Linked DNA regions of Rattus norvegicus: region 1 is linked to region 2. A link is a contact called in public Hi-C data. All regions are on one chromosome and are shown on one strand. Each heading gives the region's core, a stretch centred on a gene start, on an enhancer-like site or on the middle of the called end of the contact. The rest is flanking DNA. Distances are from core to core; before and after follow the strand shown. Region 1 holds the start of Spin1 (spindlin 1). Region 2 has its middle 37 kb from the start of Nxnl2.

What was found. A called contact is a pair of places that touch in the nucleus more often than the background predicts.
Region 1: a Hi-C map of the A7r5 cell line shows a contact between it and region 2, with 2.3 times the contacts expected there. The contact joins the promoter of Spin1 here to the enhancer-like site in region 2. A contact is called at or near these places in 4 of 12 Hi-C or Micro-C datasets (the A7r5 cell line, Schwann cells, kidney and 1 more).

The regions. Positions count from the first base shown.
Region 1 is chr17:14,255,801-14,259,771 of GRCr8, forward strand. It overlaps Spin1 (spindlin 1), which reads right to left and starts at 1,262. Exons shown (of 6, transcript NM_001419143.1): 1 at 1,129-1,262.
Region 2 is chr17:14,148,952-14,153,029 of GRCr8, forward strand. No RefSeq gene overlaps it. Among named protein-coding and RNA genes, the nearest start is that of Nxnl2, 37 kb to the right of the region's middle. Within about 2 kb of position 2,425, at least 14 of the 93 cell types and tissues checked have an H3K27ac peak or open chromatin away from gene starts, as enhancers often do. A contact at or near this core is called in the A7r5 cell line, where this site is marked.

The DNA.
Region 1 (3,971 bases), core at 12-2,511, 110 kb after region 2:
AAATATAGCAGGCAACGTTAATACACAATTATGAAATCTGATCATGGACATCCTGTAAATCATGATCGCCTATTAACAAATGCTGAGATGGTGAAAAGGAAGGCTAAAGATACACCTCCTCTCTTCTATCTTTCCAAAATTTCACCACCTCAGAAGTGTGCTCAGGATGTGTAGGTAAGAAAACGTCTAAGATCAGGTTTCATTTTCTCTCCCTAACAAAAGCTATGCAGAAGGCAATTACTCTCCATCAATCCTTCCAGGCTGCAGCTTCTTCCAGAAAATTCCAAGGAAAGTTAGTGAGGCATTCGCATTTCGATACGGATACCATCTTCCTCGCTAGTCACACTGAAATCCTTTACAACACTTAAACGTTTCTCTTGTATGGCTTTACGATGTACACGAGAAATAAACAAGCCTTTAAACCAGAAGACTACACACACACACACACACACACACACACAGAGAAAAACCCCAATCCACAGATCATCGAAACCAAATCAATATAAAAACAATTGCGTAAACAAACTTTGAGATGCGCATGCAACGACGTGGATGACTGAAGCCATTTCTCAACCCGACACCCCCTCCTCCCGGAAAGGCCCAGAACGCACCATCCGTGCAGGAAGCCGCTAGGGACCGCGACCCCCGGCGCTACGCAGTATCCGCACCGCACATCTATCCGGCGCATTCAGGGAGGCAAACCCAAGGTCACACAGGCCCGCGCCCGAGCCCCCCAGGCAGGGCGTCACCGCGGTGACCCGCCGCGGGGGTCCCGCCACGCCCCTCCCCCGCCGGGTTACGCAATGCCCCCGCCCCCGCCCCCCGCCCGGCACGGAACAAAGCGCGCGGGAAGCGGCCGCGGGGCTGGGGCAGGGACCCCGCAAGCGCCATGTTGGCGGGGGCGGCGGGGACCGGGCGGGGGCGACGAACAAAGGAACTCGCGCACGCCCGGGCCCCAGCCCGCCGCGCCCCGGCCCCACCGAGCCCGGCCGGCAGGGGGCGCTGAGGGGCGCCGCCCGCGGACAATGCGCCCGGGGCCCCGCGGGCTGTGCTCACCTGGGTACGCGCGCCGCGAGGCCCACTCGCTTTCCCCTCACAGCCCAGCACCCGGCCCCACACGCGTCTCACCTGTCGGCCACCGAGGCTGCCAACGGGGCCGCCGTGGCTCGCTCGTGCTCCCCGCCGGCCCAGCCCGAGCCAGACGGCGCCTCCCCACCCCCGCTCCTCGCCGCGGCCGCCGCCCGCCCCCTAGCCGCCACGGCGCACGCGCACTGCGCCCGCCGAACTGCGACGGCCGCGCCGCCCCGGCGCCCGGCGCCGCCGGACGCACTGCGCAGGCGCGAGTGGGAGGAGGGGCCTTGGGGCGAGGGCGGGGCCTGGCGCTGCTCACCTGGAGGGTGGGGCGCGCGCCCGTAGCTGCCAGGTACGCGCTGGGGAGCCACGGGCGGTACGCGCACCCGGGCCCTCTTAGAAGCGGAACAGGGTCGGGAAGACAAACACGAACGGAGAGTAACGGGCGTTGGCATTTACTCTTCAACGGGAGGACGGTTTCCAGGAACCGTCCTGCCTCTTTGTCCTGGGACCTTACGTCTGTCTCGGGCCTGGCTAGCTGCGGAGATGCATGAGGCTCGGTCACATGACCTTGCGCAGCGCAGGTGCGTTCTCGTCACTGCGGAGCAGCAGCTTTGGGCTGCAGGACGCGAGCCCTTTAAAAATATGGATAGACTCCCCATGCTCCCTTGAAGACACACCGCCTTACTGCACGCCGCACTGCGCAGAGGCCGAGGAACTAGGCTCAGCTTGCAAAGCTCAGGGCCTCCTGCGAACACCTGCCGCAAACACCCGGCCTTGGCCTAGCTGCAGCCGCTATTCTAGATCTCACCCCGGGCTCCTCGCGAGGCTGCAAGCCAGGACTTCCCACGATCGCACGTCAATCCGTGCGACTCTGGTTCCAGTTAAGATGCCTTTTGAGGACGTGTTTGGCTGTGGGCAAGGAGAGAGAGGAAACGTCCGGGATGGTTTGGATTGAGGGGAAGTCAAATGCGGGACCTGAAGGTTCGTCTTGGTCTGCATTCAGCCTGGCGCGCTCTGGTCTCCTACCCTCCTCTAGCCCAGTGTCTGGATCCAGGCGGTCACCGACCTGGTTCCTCGAGTGCCGTAGCACTGCCGCATTGTAATAAGCCTCCTGCCAGTGTGTTGCCAGGTCGAATTACGAGACGTTATTGGAAAGCCCTTTGCGCACTCCAAACCTGCAGCACGGTTGTTAGTTCGCTGAGCTCTTTGAGAGATTTCTCTGGCACCTTTTTTCTTTCAAAGTAAGATTGATATGTGCCTGCTCATATTAAAATGCTTGTCTCAGATGACATTCTTGGCAGGAGCAACATAGTCACAGACCGAAGAGAGGGCGAATTTCAGTAGAGACGCAGCCATCCTAGAGAGAATTGAGAGATGATTAGCTTTTGTTGTTGTGTTTAATGTTTGGTAGTGGAGGCTGACAGGAACAAGGAAGGGCGCGATGGGAAGGAGGCTGGAGTGACAGTACAGAACACTTCTGTTTCCTTGGTGATCCTCCTGGGCTTTTCTGTTCTCTAGAGGAACAGAACTTACAGAATGAATATATATGTACGGAAAGGGTATGTGTTAGAATACCTCACAGGCTGTGGTTCAGTTAATCGAACAATGACTGTCTAACAACAGAAGGTCCAGGGATTCAGTAGTTGTTCAGTCCCCAAAGCCGAATGTCTCGGCTGGTCTTCAGTATACGCTGGAATCTCAAGCAGGTTATAATGATAGTGAAGGAATGGACTTGCTAGTGAGACAGAGAATAAACAGGCAAAGAGCAAAAGCTCCCTTATCCCATGTCATTTAAATAGGCTGCAAGCAAGCTTGCCCCAGATTAAAGGTATGTCTTCCCACTTCAAAAGAGCCACATTACAGGTGACTCTTTCCATCTCAAAAGGTCTGGGTTAAAGGCATTATCTTTTTGCCTCAAAGACCCCAATCAAATGATTTAATTAAGCAGAAATCTATCACTCGTGGGCCCAGTCATTGGGGTTTTAATTCCTGATGTAGGAAAGTTGACACCCAAAAGTAGCCTTCACATCCGCCTAGCTCTTACTGACATGGACCTGGTAACTTGAGCAAGAGAGTGTTGGGTTGTTTTGCTTGAAACAGGGTCTCGCTGTCTAGCCTGCCTAGAATGTGATAGGTTAGCCCAGGCAGGTAAGGTCTTCTGGGTAAGCCTCCTCAATGCCTGGCCACATGATAGGGTTTTAAGGATGACTGCCCTGGGCGCTGTAGGACATTTGGTGTCTTCCGTGGCTTCCACCCACCTGAGGCCACTTGCAGACCCTGCTGACCCATCAGACCCTTCAAACATTACCACACCCCCACCCTAACCCCACTCCTGGTTTAAATTTGCCTCTACTGATGGTTTCCAGCAACCTGTCAAAAATACATGGGCCACATTCTAGAGCTAAGAATGCCTAAACTGGATTCAGGGAGAGTTGGTTGTTTGGTTTTTGTTTTTAGGACAAGGTTTCATCTAGCCCAGGCTGGTCAGAATTTTATATAGCCAAAGACCATCTTGAACACCTTTCTCATCCCCCTGCTTTCCTCCTCCCAAGAGCTGGGATAACCAGCACATCCAAATCGAATGGGACACTGCTGGGCGGTGGTGGGACATGCTATGGATCTCAGTACTCAGAGGTGAAGGCAGGCAGATTTCTGAGTTTGAGGCCAGTCTGGTCTACATTGAGAGACCCTGTCTTAAAAGACAAAACAGGAAAAAAAGTTGGCAGCCAGGGCTTTTTCCACTATCTGCTGGCTTCAAAGACATTTAAAACAAATGTAACAACTAGTGAATCCAAGTGACAGGTTTGTTAATTGTCCCTTCAGGCCTTTCTAACTTTTGTGAATAACTGAAAATCTCGTAATATGACATTACACAAATAGGTTCGTGGTTATTTTGT
Region 2 (4,078 bases), core at 1,175-3,674:
CAAAATAACGCCATGAACAGTGTATGCTAACAAATTAGATAATCTGTATTAAAAATGACGAACTTCTAGAGACACACACACTGTCAAAATTGCCCCTGGAACTCAGTTCTCCAAGCCAAAGGTTGTTGTTTCACCTCCAGTAGGGTCTAATAGGCTTCGGACTTTGGCTTCGCTCAGCTTGAGATATGGGCCCACTGACCACATATGTCTGGTTCTCCTCGGACTGCCGAAGCCTTCCTTTAATGTCTTTTTCATGTGTCTTCCTGGATACCTCTTGAGAAGTAGCCTTCTGTTCACGTTCTCAGTTATCCTGGCTAGCTTTAGTTTGACACAGCTTGGAGTCTTCCAAGAGGAAAGCCTCCGTTGAGGAACTGCCCAGATCAGACTGACCTGGGAACATGTCTGTAGGAGATAGTCTTAAGTGTTGATTTACGTAGGAAGGTCCAGCCCACTGTAGGCGATGCCACCCCGGGTCAAGTGGCTCTGAGCTCTGTATGAGAAAGCTAGGTAAACACAAGCCATTGAGCAATCCAGAAGTCAGGCAGCAAGCAGAAGGCTGATGTCTCAGAAATGGTTCGGGCTGGCTGATTTATTTATTCCTCCATGATTTCTGCTCCAGGAGCCTGTTTAAATCCTTGCCCTGACTTCCCTCAAGAATGGACAGCAACCTGGAAGTGTAAGTCAAATAACGCCCCACCCACTAGGTTGCTTTTAGCCAGGGCATTTTTTTTATCACAGAAGGGAATAGCAGTCATCTCCTTTTTGTGTGGCCAACAACTGTGTTGTTTCCATCCCAGAACCCTCCTTCCCTCCCATTCCAGAGCCATGCATCTTTCTGCCCACTCAAAAACCTAAATGGAATATGGCAAATTTCTCAAGTTCAGTGTGGCTAATATCAGACTCATCTCCTACCTCAAACCTTCTACCCCACTGAGATTTGTAACCGTGGGCTCTCCCACCCGTGCAGTTCCCCAAACTAACGACTCTGAGACTTCTTATATATGAATAAATGCCTAGGCCGCTAGCTTTGGCTTGTTTCCACTAGCTCATAACCTCTACAGAGATTCCTTGACAGTTTTAACGACATGCCCAGTATTACGCATCCTGACACAGCCTTGGGTGTCACTCCTCGCCTCTCCCCCTTACCTCAGCATCTGATGGTCAGCAAACCCTGCGGGTTGGCCCTCATACACAGCTCTGCTCACTTTCAGGTCATACATGGATTCTCTCCTTTGGCTCCTGCAGCTAATTTTACCCCCTTCGCCCCTTTGCAGCCAAATGATCTTCCAAAAATTACCTGCGTGTGAGGACAGGCAGTTCAAGGAGAGGTTTAAGTCTATATTCAACCAAAAGCAGATAAGAGAAGCTATCAGGTTCCAGGAGACCATGCCTTCCTCTGCTCCTAATTAGCTATAGAATTCAAAATCTTGGGCCCCTATCCTGTTAAGGAAGCTTGAAACTTCCTTCTCTTTTGTGACCAGAGCTTTGTTATAAAGTTTTTAAAAACTTAAAAAAACAAAACAAAACAAAACAAACAAACAAAAAAAACACTTCCTGAAGGTAACCAATGGGCCTGAGGGGTGTGGGAATCACAATACTCAATCTGGGATGTATTAGTTTCTTTCCTGTTGCTATGGTGACATATACTGACAAAAAAGTGACTTAGGGAAGTGAGGGTTTATTTTGGCTCATGGGTCTGCAGGAATACAGTCCATAGTACTGGGCAAAGGATGACTTCGGGAGCTGGATCGTCTTGCTTTCATCTTCAAAGCCTCCCAGTGATGTTCTTCCTCCAGTAATGCTCCACCCACTCAAAGTTCCATAATCTCCACAAAGAGCACCACAAACTGAGGACCAAGTGTTCAAGCACCTGAACCCATGGGAGACACTTTTTACTCAACCCATTATACAGAACCTCTCCGATGTTTTGGCAAAAACAGCTCTGACGACTTTTCTTGGCAGTGCCGCTGAGCATGTAGAGAAAGTGTGTAAGACACACCCTTATTAATTCTTTTGTTTACATTTTGTTGCAGAGGCAGACTGGCCTCAAACTTGCAACCCTGCTGCCTCAGCCTCCCCGGCGCGAGTACTATAAACACGTACCACCATTTCTCGTGTTCACGAATGAGTCTCTTCATGAGAATAATCACGGTGATAACCTTGTGAGGGAGAATTTTGTCCCAGAGTGCTAGAGAGCCAAATGTAAGTTGGGTCCTATTTTTCCAGCAGCCTGAGCGCCCCTCCAGGAATCAGCAAGAGACGGATCTCTTGCCTGATCTGAAGGAAACCACACTCTGGGAAGAATTCACTTCTGTTGGAAAGAGACATAGCAATTCCAGATGGCGGATCCTTCTCTCTCTGGATGTTCCTCCATGTGGCCGCTCCAAGTCTATATTTAGCGTGATCTGAGTAAGAATCACACGCTGGGCTAAACTCGGCCCAGAATATCAGCTGTGATTTGCTGCCAGTAGCAGTTATAAATCTCCCAGTTGGAATTTCATCCGGTTGCTACTGGATGGGTTCATTTGCCTTACACCCCACAGCTGTAAATATGTAGACCCGAGGCAGCCCTGTTTATATTGTCTCTCTGTCTATAATTGTATCTATCTGCCCCACTGGTCGTTGAACAAGATGAATGCCTTTAAGTCCCATTATTAATTATGGTCATTTATTCAAGGGCACTGACAGTGAGCTGACAGAAAAAGCAGCTTCAGCCACACTCACCCCGCTGTGGATTTTCTACTGGGGAAAAAAATAAATAAACCGTGGATTTCTATCAGCTACTGAAAATGGTAGGTCCGACACACGGGGGGGGGGGGGGAGACCATAGTAGGTAAAGATATTTGAGCCAAGCTAGACTTTAGGAACATGGTGACCTTGGGGTGAAGCCAGTGGAACTAGCTCTGTGTCCATGTATGGGGATTGAATTTGTGTGGGAGTGGGGCTGGCAGTGTAGGCACGTGGAAACACAGAATTCAATGTGGCTGAATTCACATTTCAGGACTGTTCCTGAGTGACCTGCTTGGGCCCCTCTGCTAGCCTAGGGAAGCCGTCCCCACCAACAACTGAGGTTGGGCTGGGTAAGAGAACAGCATGTCTAGCCAAACCTGAGAGGATTTGGAGTCACCCAGGAGGTGAGCCTGCAGGCACACCTGTGAGAGATGCTCTGGATTAGATAGGAATCTCGGTAGAAGGACACACCCTGAAAGCACCTTTCCCTGTGCTTGGGCCCTGAACCCCCTGAAAAGGAGAGAACTAGCTGGGCACCAGCATTAATTTGTCGTCTTCCTGGGTGAAGACGCACTGGAACCAGACATGTCCACCTCTGCTTTCCTCGTCACGATGAACGAACTCCCCAACTGTGATGAATCAGAAGAAGCCTTTCCCTCCTTCCTTAATTTGCTTTGACCGATTGTTTTATTACAGCAGCAAGAAAAGTAACTAAAGCAGAGTCTTACTGTGTAATCCAGGCTGGCTTTGAACTCACCACGTAGCCCAGGCTGGTCTTGAACTCTGTGTCTACCTGCCTCTGCCTCCCAAGTTCTGAGAATGCAGAGCATGGCACCATGGCCGGCACAGCCAACCCGTTTTATCAAGTTCACGGAGCTCAGGGTTTGTGCCCCCTTCATCCAGATTCTTTCTTTCCAGGTGCAGCAGAAGATCCTGTATCTACCTATACGTTCCCAGTTCTCCATCTACCAATGAGCCCAGTTAGGTAGAAACTTTAGACCAGAAACTCAACCTTCCCAGTGCTGTGACCCTTTAATACAGTTCCTCATTTTGTGGTGACCCCAACCATAAAATTATTTTCTTTGCTACTTCAGAACTGTAATTCTGCTCCTGGTATGAGCTATAATGTAAATATCTATGTTTCCTGGTGGTCTTTCCCCAAAGGGGTCTTGACCCTCCCATTGAGAACCAACAGAAATGTGCATAAACCATTTTCCTTTTTGGAAACACACATTGTCATTGGCTTTATGGTGTGGAGCTCCTGAGTGTGGCCTCTTGGCAATCCTGTCTATCTTAGAAGCCATGACTTCTCCAAAGAGGTTGTTAGAGGTGCTCAGTTAGTAAAAGC